2 separate regions of the Mus musculus genome follow, and region 2 is linked to region 1. A link is a contact called in public HiChIP or PLAC-seq data. All regions are on one chromosome and are shown on one strand. Each heading gives the region's core, a stretch centred on a gene start, on an enhancer-like site or on the middle of the called end of the contact. The rest is flanking DNA. Distances are from core to core; before and after follow the strand shown. Region 1 overlaps Dock5 (dedicator of cytokinesis 5). Region 2 overlaps Dock5 (dedicator of cytokinesis 5).

Region 1 (5,879 bases), core at 1,539-4,038:
CACATGGCTGGTCTCAGGCTGACAGAAGTATATTGGTTGGGTCTATTTATAGCCCTGAACAGGTCTAATACTCAGTGGTAACTTTGTATGTGACTTGTGGTGGAAAAGGGTCAGGCAGACCCTTAGGATTGCTACCAAAATAAGTGCAGCCCCAAACTCCAGTCCTTGATGATTCCAATGGCCACTGGACAGAACCACCTCTGAAACAGCCTCATGCCATTTGTGGCTGGTTTAATTAAGAAGTGCCAGGATTCGTAACCATTCTCTATTTCCTAGTGAAACGAATCTAGGAGACCTGGAAAAACTCACTTAGGGTTCTCGTGGCTTTGGGAGTGAGTGGGGGTGGGCTCAAGGCTGTAGACTGCAGAGGCGAGGGACTGTGGAATGGTGTCAGCCGGCTGTCCACCAACTGGAGACTCTTTGGCCTTTGTGTTTTTTTGCCTGGGCTCTGAAGACGAAGGGAGAAACCAAAAACATTAAACCTTCACGGTGGACCTGCCTGACCTTAGTAATACCTTAAATGCTGGACAGAAGTTAACAGAAGGGCTTAATTCCAATGGCCTTTCTTCTTTCTGTTCTCAAGTGTGTGCGGGTGCACACACATGCGAGGGCCAGCTTGCCTGAGTTATCTGCCTCTAGTCTTCTCCACTATATAGCTGAGCACACCGCTCAGTGGTTTAGCTAGTTTAGCCATGCACTGAAATTGCATGTAAGCTGTGACGTCCACCCAATGCTCACACTAGCTGTGGCAAGTGCTTTGCCTACTGACCCATCCATGCTCCCCTCTCCAATTGTCACTTTTAAGATTACTGCATCGTTACCCAGCAGGCACTGGGCAGAGGTACCTGCTGGGAATGACTCCAAGATACAGGTAACTTCTGATCTGGCCACTGGCTTGATCCTGACCACATACACTGAGCCATCTAAGTTGGAAAGAAACTACCTGGACTCTCAGCAAAAGTTGGATGTCACAAACACTTAACAACTTGACATGGCTTATGGAAGAGGAAAACGTGGCTGGTTTAAAGTTCAAAAGTGGAATGAAAATGTTGGCACTGACTCATGAAACACAGTGGCAAGAGCCACAGTTCCAAGTGCAACCCACGTGTTTACACCGTGGGGGATGAGATCTTGTGCCAACATTGACTTGGAGACTTGAGCCTCTCTGTCTATGCGTTTCTTCCTGCCATCTGTGCTTTGACACCAGCACAGGCTGCGGTGTCCTGAGACTAGCTAGCTGCAGCCAGGCTTTTATCTGTAATTCACTGCTGTGCAGTCAATGAACAGGTGTCGGCTGAGAGGCAGATTTTGCTTGCTCTTGTTCCTTCCTTCCTTCTTTCCCTCCCTCCCTCCCTCCCTCCCTCCCTCCCTGCCCCCCTCCCTCCCTGCCCTCCTCCCTTTACCATCACATCAGGTTCTGGAGCCTTCTCTGCAATGACTTGTGATTTGCTCAGATTCCAGTCTTTCCTCTTGAACTTGCTAATCCGGTTCTCACTGTCTTCTTTGGGTGGCAGATCTTCAACTCTGGCACCCGATGAAGCTCTGCGTTCAAACAGGGGTTCCAGGATGGACCTGTCAGCCGGGAAGGAGGACAAAAGTCACAAAACATTAATCCCAGAATGATAAGCCTTCACTCCAAAGCACCAGCAAGACCCTCAACTCCATCTTCACCCAACTTCTCAGGTTCCCAGAGTCTTAACAACCAAACAAACAACTCAGGGTAAAATGTCCAGAAATGAGACTATCATCTGAAAGAGAGAAAATATTAGTGAATATTTACCCTCTCCCGTGTGTTATATATTTGTTCTCCTGTGGATGTGTGCATGTGTGTACATGCCACATGCAGGCATGAAAGCATGCATGTGAAGGTCAGAGGTCAACATGGAGTGTCTTCCTCTTTCCACCTTATTTGTCAAGACCGAGATCCTTATGGAATCAAGAGCTCACTGATTGGCTGGCCTGGCTGGCCAATGAGCTATCAGAATCTGCATATCACCATTCAACTCTAGCACTGGGGTTCTATATGTGTGCTGTCCCATCTGGCCTTGATGTGGGTGCTATGAATCCAAATCCAGGTCCTCACGTCTGTGTAGTAGGTGCTTTACTGAGGAAACCATCTCCTCAGGTCCCACCAGTATTTATTCTTCCCAGGGACGAGATAAGGACAGAACCCATAGAGTAAAAGAGTGGGCAATCTGGGCACAATGTCTTAGATTTGTTATCTGCAAAATGTTTGAAAAATGTCCACTAGGTATAACAGTAGATTTCCAAGTCCCATAATGAAAACTAATCCATCAGGAATCATGATCAAACACTACACGTAGAGGAGAGAGTTGGATATGTAACAAGCATATTATAGGTAAGGACAGACATTTTTGGCAGTCAAAATAGAAAGAGTAGCCTCATTTTTAAAAAACTTAAGATATAAATGGATAATTAATGAAAAAAAGAAAATCCAAAAAGTATAAAATTTGGTTTCACTTATTATTACATAAATGAAAATAACTGCAGCTGAGGATGATGTCTTATGTCTTATATCCCAGGAACTTAGTAAGCTGAGGCAGGAGGATCACTCAAGTCCAAGGGTTTGGAACTGGATTGGGCAAAGTTTTTGTTGAGTTTCAATGCAAAAAAAAAAATGGATAATATAATAAGCGCATGTTCAGGTCCCACATCATCAAAAATGACCGTCTTAGAGCAGGTCTTGTTTAGTCTACATACCCAGTTACAGCCCTCACCCTTCCCTACATGACTTGGGAGGGGCTGCCTGGTGCCATACCTACCATAGTTCCAGAGGGCATTTCTACAAGACGCGGTCATAACCACAACCCCATCATGCCCTAATCTCATGCAACAATCTTCAAATTAACTTCCCAATTTTCTTACAATTTTTTAAATGGGTGGCTTGACTGAATTAGGATGCAATTAAGAGTTACTCCCTGTATTAGATAGTACACTGAGTAGATCACTTTAAGATTTTAAAAAACGCTAGATCTCTCTTTCAGCCAGTCCAGAATTAAGTATTGTCACTGGCTTAGAGGACTGCAGGCAGGACAAACTCTAGGGAGGTCTGCTTGAGGTCACACTGAGTTCCTTAAGACTCCAAGTTCCTCTTTGGAGGTCTCTGCTTTGTTGTTGCTGTTAGTCAGCGTATCATTCTATCAGTTGTGGTGGTTTGCATAAAAATGGCTTATTCATCAAGGAGTGGCACTGGGAGTGGGCTTGAAGGCTTTAAAAGCCCACACCCAGCCCAGTCTGCCTCTGGTCTCCCTCTTTCTTCCTGTGGATCAGGATGGAATTCTCAGCTACTGTTCCCACAGTGAGTGCCACCAAGCTCCTCCCACAACCCTGCCACAATGGACTAACCCTCTGAAACTGTAAACAGGCCCTCAATTAAAGGCTTTCTACTGTAAGATTTGCCTTGGCCAAGGTATCTTTTCACAGCAATAGAATAGGGAATAAGACAATAGCTGAAGGTAGTCCTGAAATTTGAGACATCCTCCTGTCTCAGCTTTTTGAGTGTTGGGATTGTAGGCATTAGCCATAACAATTGTATGAAAGTTCTTTATCTCATTTCAAGGTAACTTCCCTTCTAAAAGGTTCTACCTAAGCATCTATCTATCAACTCTCTATCATTTTATCATATATCAGCAATATCTGTCAGTTTGTCTGTCTGCCCGATTGCCTACTTGCTTGCCTGTCTGCCTACCTGTCTGTCTGTCTGTCTGTCTGTCTGTCTGCCTGCCTGCCTGCCTGCCTGCCTGCCTGCCTGCCTACCTACCTACCTACCTACCTACCTACCTACCTACCTACCTACCTACCTACCTAATACTGCATATGACTAAATATTTTCTTGGGGTATTTTTCAGTTGATAAAGTTTCCATCTGAATTACATACTTATCTTGCATCTCCTACTCACTCATTAATTCATTTGCTAAACAAACTTCTTTACTTCGACTTTGTAATTTAATAACATACTTTAATCTTTCCGTCCCCGAAGAGCAGACCCTTAAATGTTTTCCCTTGTTTTAAAGAGCCACGTTAGGGGACAGCCATATGAATAAACACAGAGAAGAGCATGCATTGAGGCGCTTGACTTCCTAGAAAGAGCTACCCTGGGGAATCGTCACATCTGTTCTGAGGTGGTCCTGGTGGTTAGGAGTCAGGGATTAAGATGAGATTTGGGGGGCTGGAAAGATGTCTGTAGTGAGAAAAATACTGTTCAAGTAGGAGAACTTGAGTTCATATCTACAGCACCCATGTAAAAAAAGCTGCGCCAAGCAGTGTGGACCTAAACCTCAGCACTGCAGGCAAGGATGGGGATCCGGGCTCACTGGTCAGCCAGTGTAATCACAGAACTGCAGGCAAGGATGGGGATCCGGGCTCACTGGCCAGCCAGTGTAACCTCAGCACTGCAGGCAAGGATGGGGATCCGGGCTCACTGGCCAGCCAGTGTAACCTCAGCACTGCAGGCAAGGATGGGGATCCGGGCTCACTGGCCAGCCAGTGTAACCTCAGCACTGCAGGCAAGGATGGGGATCCGAGCTCACTGGCCAGCCAGTGTAACCTCAGCACTGCAGGCAAGGATGGGGATCCGGGCTCACTGGCAGCCAGTGTAACCTCAGCACTGCAGGCAAGGATGGGGATCCGGGCTCACTGGCCAGCCAGTGTAACCTCAGCACTGCAAGCAAGGATGGGGATCCAGGCTCACTGGCCAGCCAGTGTAACCTCAGCACTGCAGGCAAGGATGGGGATCCAGGCTCACTGGCCAGCCAGTGTAACCTCAGCACTGCAAGCAAGGATGGGGATCCGGGCTCACTGGCCAGCCAGTGTAACCTCAGCACTGCAGGCAAGGATAGGGATCCGGGCTCACTGGCCAGCCAGTGTAACCTCAGCACTGCAGGCAAGGATGGGGATCCGGGCTCACTGGCCAGCCAGTGTAATCACAGAGTAAGTTCCAGGTTCAGTGGATCAAAAGATCAGGTGGAGGAGAGTAACTGAGGAAGATTCCTTGTCACCAATCTCTGGTCTCTACACATGCTGGTGTGAGAGCACCCACATGTGCCTGTGCACATGTGCACACACACAAACACGCACACGAGAAACTCTCTAGTGATGTTTCTAATAAACTGAATGTTAAAAACTCATGAAGAGGTTTTGTGTGTGTGTGTTTGTGTGCTGTATCATTTTCTGCCTTTGGAATTTTGTACTAATATTGTTCTCTGACTAATTGATGAAGCAAACTAAGTTTGAAGTGGTTTTAAAACCAATACGTGATAAGAAATTAAGCTGTGCTCACCAGGTGTTTGTTGTTCAGTAGGTGGTAAGATATGAATTTGTCATTTCATTTTTATTTTTTAGTAACAGTACGGTCAGTGGTGGTCCTCATGAAGAGATGTGGAGGAGCCCACAGCTATGGATTACTCTCCTCCAAGGAGCGGCGTGTAAACACACCAAGTCTCACACTGGTGCCCAAAGATAATGTCACAAGATATTGTCCTACTCTCCCCAAGTGCAAAAATCAGCCTTACCCATCCGATCCTGGCCTGGACGATGCATTGTCAGAAGAGTTGGAGGAGGTGGAGATCACCGAGGAGGCCACAGAGGTGACAGACAGCCTGCGCAGCGTGGAGGACAGGATGTAGGGCAGTACCATCGAGCCTGCACGGCTTGGCTTCCTCTCTGTCATGCTGGGTGGCTGAAACACATGCAGCCCCCTCAGGTTAGCAGCCTGCAATACAGCCAGCATGATCTGGGGCCGCCACCCTGTCGGTCTCATGAAATCATGGCATGTTGACTTGGAGCAAAGTCTAAGGAGGTTGTAGAATCTAAGCTGGGCAGGGGGCATCTCTAGAAACCTAGGGTGCCACCAGGGAAT
Region 2 (5,879 bases), core at 2,285-4,784, 130 kb after region 1:
GGCTTCTCTCAGAAATGGCCTCTCACTCAGGATGGAGGTCGCAGTTCCGAATAGTGTCCTTCTGCAGGGTACTTGGAGAAGTACCCTGGCAGCTGTTTTCTATTGCGCTTTCAGAGTAGGCTGTGGTTTTTGAATAAGGACTGGTTGGGGAAGTGGGTTAGGAGAAGTGAGTGACACAGAAGGCAGGAGGAGGGAGCTCCAGCCTCCCAGGCCTGTTGATGAGTTCCCAGCCTCCAGCTGCTGCTATTACTCACCAGTGCAACTCCATCTGACTGCTACAGTTTGCTCCAAGGGTTTACCCCTGAAGGATATGGTGGGTTTGCTACAGAAAACATGGCCCTGAGATTCCCGACACCAACTAGACTCCATTCACAGCTGTCCCCTAAAATGCTTCTTCCTACCACCCCTCCTCCATGGAAACAGGAAGTAGTGAGGCCACTTTGTCACAGGCTGGGTAATGACCATCTTCACTCTTCCTGATTCTTAGTCACGGGAAAGTAAGCAGAGGCTCTCAAAGGCAGTCTCCTGCTGTTGGCTCCAGGTAAAAGCACCTACCTGGGACTGGGGAAATACAGGTGTGCATATTTGCACATACACATGCACGTTCGCATATACACATGAGTATACACACACACACACAAACACACACACACACACACACACACACACACACTCACAACCAAAGACCAGCAATCTCCAAATGTTCCAGCCCTATAATTAAGGCTGCACTTTTCCTCTACTGTCTGTCAAACTCACCCTCTTCTCTGGCCAATACTTTCGGATGCTCAGGGGCTGGAGAGATGGCTCTGCAGTTAAAGAGCACCAGCTGCTCTTCCAGAGGACCTGGGTTCAATTCCCAGCACCCACAAAGGGGCTCACAACCACCTGTAACTCCAGTCCAGGGGCTAGTAGGCCCTCTTCTGGCCTCCACAGGCACCCAGCATATCTCGTACAGAGAGACACATGCAGACAAAACAGCTGTGCACATAATATAATTTCTTTCAAAGAGACTTATAATCTCCTTAAAAATTGATGTTCAGCTCCTGTCTTAAACACCGCCGCTCTCTTCGTTAGAACAATCCAAATCTCACATCCACAATTCGACTCCACAAACAGCCCCTGAGCACCCCTCTCCACCCTGCATGACATCTCTCTTCTCTGAAGTACCACAGCTTTCCCCTTGCAGAAATCCCAGTTAGCAATCCCAGCTAGTCCTGTGCATCTGCCGGCCACAATGAGGAGGTGAGGCCCTCCCGAATGTGGACCTGTCTTTAGACTGCCTTCAGCCAACTACTCATGAGACAGAGACTTAGACATAACCCAAAGAGTAATCCAAGGTACAGATGACAACTCTTGACTTGTTTACATATTGATTTATTTTAAGCATCACCATATGCCATGTTATCCTCCTAACGCTATATATCTATATCTATATATCCTAACGCTCTGTATCTTTATATCCCCAGTCTCCATCTTCCCAGGGCTGGGATAGCAGGCTTGTTGCCACCCACGTACAGTGTATGCCATGTGATTGAACCTAGGGCCTTTGAGCATGCTCGGCCAGCATTCTAATATCTGAGCCATGTTTTCCACTCCTTATTCTACATTTTAAGCATATAGTTTGTCTTTTTTTTTTAATATCCTATTAACCTGTCTTCCCACCTCCACTCCTCCATCCCTAGTGCCCTTGTTCCTTTCAAATACTCTTTCTACTTTCACATTACATATACATGCATGTGTGTGTATATACATACATACACATATGCATTTAGAGTACAACATCTGTCATTCTCAGGCTGACTGACTGCTGATGCAAGGCTCTACACTTGTATCCATCTCCCTGCAAATACATAATTTCATTCTTACTTTTTAATGGCCGAATAAAAACTCCATTGAATATGCACACATTTTCCAAAAAAAAAGTATTTGTAAATATTATTTATAACTCTTCTATAAAACACACAAGACAGTCCAGTCATTCGCCCTTCTTCCCCCAATGCAACCATGTTTCTGCTTCTTTCCAAAACGGCACCTGTGGTTTCCCATTGCACAGGAATAGATAGGTTATCAGAAGTCACCCCCCAGATACTTGATCACACAAGAAAAAAACATGTATAATTCCTACTGGGGACAGATTTCTTCAGCAGTGTTCCTCAGAAATGGGCCAAAACACCTGTGCTCTATCCCATTCATGTCTCTGGGTAAAAGTGTAAACAAGACTGCAGTCACTTACAATCCGGTCCTTCCAACTCAGATCTTGAGAGCCCCGCCCTCCACTTCCCTCACCTGAGGACACCTCAGATTTCCCCTGCAGCTACTCTTACACAACTCTGCCAAACCACACAGCATGCAACAGGAAAGAAAGCACTAAGCACTAAATTCAGCCTGGCAGCAGCAAGGCTCTCGGTGAGACAGTACAGTTACCTCAGCCCATGATGGCCAGTAACAGTAACAGCGTACCCTGGAATAGTCTACAACCAAGATTTCTCTCACTAAATGGAATTGCTAGCTCTAAAGCCATCCTTTATCATACAAACCCATGGCTGGTGATCACCCTGTGCTAGCCTGATACTGTTTTAAGCACAGGATAAGTGCACCTAGGAGAGAAACTAATGTTTTCATTCTAGACCGTGAATAATTGTTACAAAGAATTGTTACAAAGGACTGGTGAGATAGCTCAGTGGTTAAGAGCAGTGACTGCTCTTCTAAAGGACCTGGGTTCAATTCCTAGCACCCACATGACAGTTCACAATTGTCTGTAATTCCAATTCCAAGGGATCCAACACCCTCACACAGACATGCATGCAGACAAAACACCGACCAATGCACATAAAATGAAATTTTTTAAATTATTGTAAATATCAATGCCTGTACATTATGTGCATTATGTGTCCTTGGGGCTTGGGGAGGTGGTGAGCCTCCATGTGGGGGCTGGGAATCAAACCTGGGTCTTTCATAATAAGGAGAAGTGCCTTTTACCACTGAGCCAACTCTCCAGCCATTATTTTTAAAAGGAAGGGAGGGAGGGGGGGAGGGAGAGAGGGAGGGAGGGAGGGAGGGAGGAAGGGAGGGAGGAGGGAGGGAGGGAGGGAGGGAGAGAGAGAGTTGAACAAACGCTGGGGATGTAGCAAGGGTGGCAAAGAGCACTTACACATGAGCCCTGGGTTCAACCCCCAGCCCAACATAAACCAGGCATGGCAGCACATGCCATAATCCCAGCTCTGGGAAGGAGATGGCAGGCGGGAGAATCAGTTCACCCTTGCCTACACAGAAAGCTGAGGCCAGACTTGGTTACAGGAGAGCCCTTCTCAAAACAAAACAACAAATCCCCAGAAAGTGAAAGGGACAGCTAGGGAAAGAGCGAAGCTAGGATGTCCTAAATTAAACAGAGCAGAATTCGAGACTCTTTTTTTCTTCCCCTTTTTTCATTTGCAAACAGCATGCCTTTCAAGGACTTAACTTAATCTAGACCTCAGTTTCTCATCTATAAAACAAGAACCAGACTGGATGACTCAAGGGCCGTTAGCTCCAGCTTCCTGATTCATGAAGTGACAATCCAGGCCAGAGAGAAGAGCTGCTTTGAACTGGCAGGCACCACCGCAAGCTCTTGTTTTGTCTGAGGAAATTAAACAAGAATAGGGAGTCGGCTGCATAAAAATTGCTTCCCTGACTGCTTTGTACAAGGTTGGGAGAGACAAATTGCTGGAATTCTTCCCTAAGCAGCTTACTGTTTATACCAGGAAAGTGTAGTTTTTGCAGAGCCAAACAGACAAGACAGTATGTCTACAAATGTAAAATAAGTCTGCATCCCACCAAATCCTAGATTTAGCTTTTTCTTTGAAACGAGGCTTATACAAGGGGGGGGGGGGTCTGAAGATGAAAGAAAATTGAAAATTGCATAAGAAGCAATCAAAAGAACACTTTTAGAAGCTGCAAATAGGACCAGTTTTGAAGAAGTTTTTGGCCACGAGCTATAAATCTTTCTAATGAATTGAGATCTTTCACGAGTTCCCAAATTATAGTCCCCCAAGGAACAACTGGAACCTTTAATTTTTTTTATAGATAGAATCTTCAGAAGTGTCCAGCCAAGCAAAGGATACCGTCCCAAGCTGAGTCCTTCGCTAGTCTGAATATTAAGGTGATTAATGGACTTATTCATCTCCATTTTGAACCTTGTCTATCCGTCTGTCTGTCTGTCTCTCTCTCTCTGTATGTGTGTGCATGTGACAAGGTCTCCTACCTCGGTCCCCAAGGCAGGATAGGCCTGTACCACTACATTTGTTTTGTTGTTGTTGTTGTTTTTCATTATTATATTTATCTATCTGGGTTTGGCCATTAGTTTTATCAAGACTATAAAGAGCCGCAACTATCTTTGACATTCATTCTGGCTTTAATGCACTAATATTCTTAAAGGCCAAATGGAATTTTTTTAATCTGAGATATAACATCACAATAATGGCGAGAAAATGATATTCGACAACAGGCATCCTACCAAGAAGTACAAAAAGTCCATCACTTCACGCCAACAAGCAGGTTTCAAACTGGCCTATGTGCACTGCGATAGCCATGTCCCATCCTGCGCTGACGTGCCGGAGCCAGGGGCTTCCAATCAGATGCCTGCTGCAGTTCTTAACAACAGTGCCCTCGCCCAAGAGGAACAGGAGCTTCCAGGTTTCTCATTTCTCAAGCACTCAGAAGAACAGTGGCTGTCACGACAAACTTACTGGCTATTATTCCAGAAGCTTCTTTTTTGTTGTTTTTATTATTATTTTATGTGCATCAGTGTTTCGCCTCCACGTATACCTATGTGAGAGTGTTAGAGGCCCTGGAACTGGAAGTATAGACAGTTGTGAGCTGCCATGTGGGCGTGGGGAATTGAACCCAGTTCCTCTGGAAGAGCAGCCAGTGCTTAGAACAGCAGAGCCTTCTCCCCCACCTAAATTCCAGAAGTTTCTAATCTGAAGATCCTATATAAGTTTATAGGTGGACTGTCTTGACCTTGATAGAGATTAGCCCAACTATAGATTACCAGAGCTGGTACTAAAAGCCTACCTCACCTAAACTAACATGAGATTAGGTTTAATCTTTTATGAGAGGAGAGCTGAAACACAGCAATTCAAAATTACAGAACAAAAATGTCCGTGGGATACGAACACACACAGGGACTTTTCACCCCACAGCTTCCTCATCTAAGAACAGAGGGTCACAGCCCATTACTCATACGGTTTGTAGAGCCCAGAAAGGGGAATCTGAGCGGCGGCCCTCGGACTATGACTAACACCTAGCAGGCACTGACTCCAGGGCAGTCACCTGCCCTCTCCTTTGTCCTCTTCCTTTCCCTGCTCAGCTTCCTACTTAGAGTACAACAGCACCCGAAATCCTTAAGGATGGACGCTGTAGTGCTCACCTACGTCAGCAGCCACCGAAAGAAAACTGCCAATCAAGAAGGACTGGAGCAATCAGAGGATGAGGTGATCTTCCAAGTCCTTCCTGGGTTGCTGGACAGTGGCCTGCATTTGATGGGTATGGGGGTGCGGGGTGCATTTTACTGTAGGAAGCTAAGTGTTACTCGGAAGAAGCGGCACTTCGATCTGGGATGTCTTAGTATCTAAGTTCTCTCTCTGCCTCCTATCTCTTCCAAGCATTTCTGTAATGACTCAAGGGAGGAGCCACGGTGTGAGTCAGAACGGCCAGCAACACTCTTCATCAGACCTCTCCATCTGAGGATCGTTGGTTTATCTGTCTGTCTGTCTGTCTCACTGACCTTCTGTTCCTTTTCACTCAACTCCTTCTTGGTAATCAAAATAAGAGGAAAACAGAGGGGCGAGGCTCTGATTCTAACTAAGACAGTTTTAGGCACACGAGAGAGAAAGAAGCCC

The links. HiChIP or PLAC-seq counts read pairs in DNA pulled down with a chosen protein or histone mark.
Region 2: a contact with region 1 is called in an H3K27ac HiChIP or PLAC-seq map of embryonic stem cells, with 12 read pairs. The contact joins two enhancer-like sites. A contact is called at or near these places in 1 of 115 datasets of contacts at active chromatin or transcription factors (embryonic stem cells) and 3 of 9 other capture datasets (adipose tissue, liver and pancreatic islet).

What each region holds. Positions count from the first base shown.
Region 1 is chr14:67,757,628-67,763,506 of GRCm38.p6, forward strand. It overlaps Dock5 (dedicator of cytokinesis 5), which reads right to left. Exons shown (of 52, transcript NM_177780.3): 48 at 5,533-5,699; 49 at 1,404-1,572; 50 at 310-448. Among named protein-coding and RNA genes, the nearest start is that of Gm52126, 9.7 kb to the left of the region's middle. Within about 2 kb of position 2,789, at least 54 of the 459 cell types and tissues checked have an H3K27ac peak or open chromatin away from gene starts, as enhancers often do. A contact at or near this core is called in embryonic stem cells, where this site is marked.
Region 2 is chr14:67,884,712-67,890,590 of GRCm38.p6, forward strand. All of the region lies in intron 1 of Dock5 (dedicator of cytokinesis 5), which reads right to left. Among named protein-coding and RNA genes, the nearest start is that of Mir6539, 28 kb to the left of the region's middle. Within about 2 kb of position 3,535, at least 136 of the 459 cell types and tissues checked have an H3K27ac peak or open chromatin away from gene starts, as enhancers often do. A contact at or near this core is called in embryonic stem cells, where this site is marked.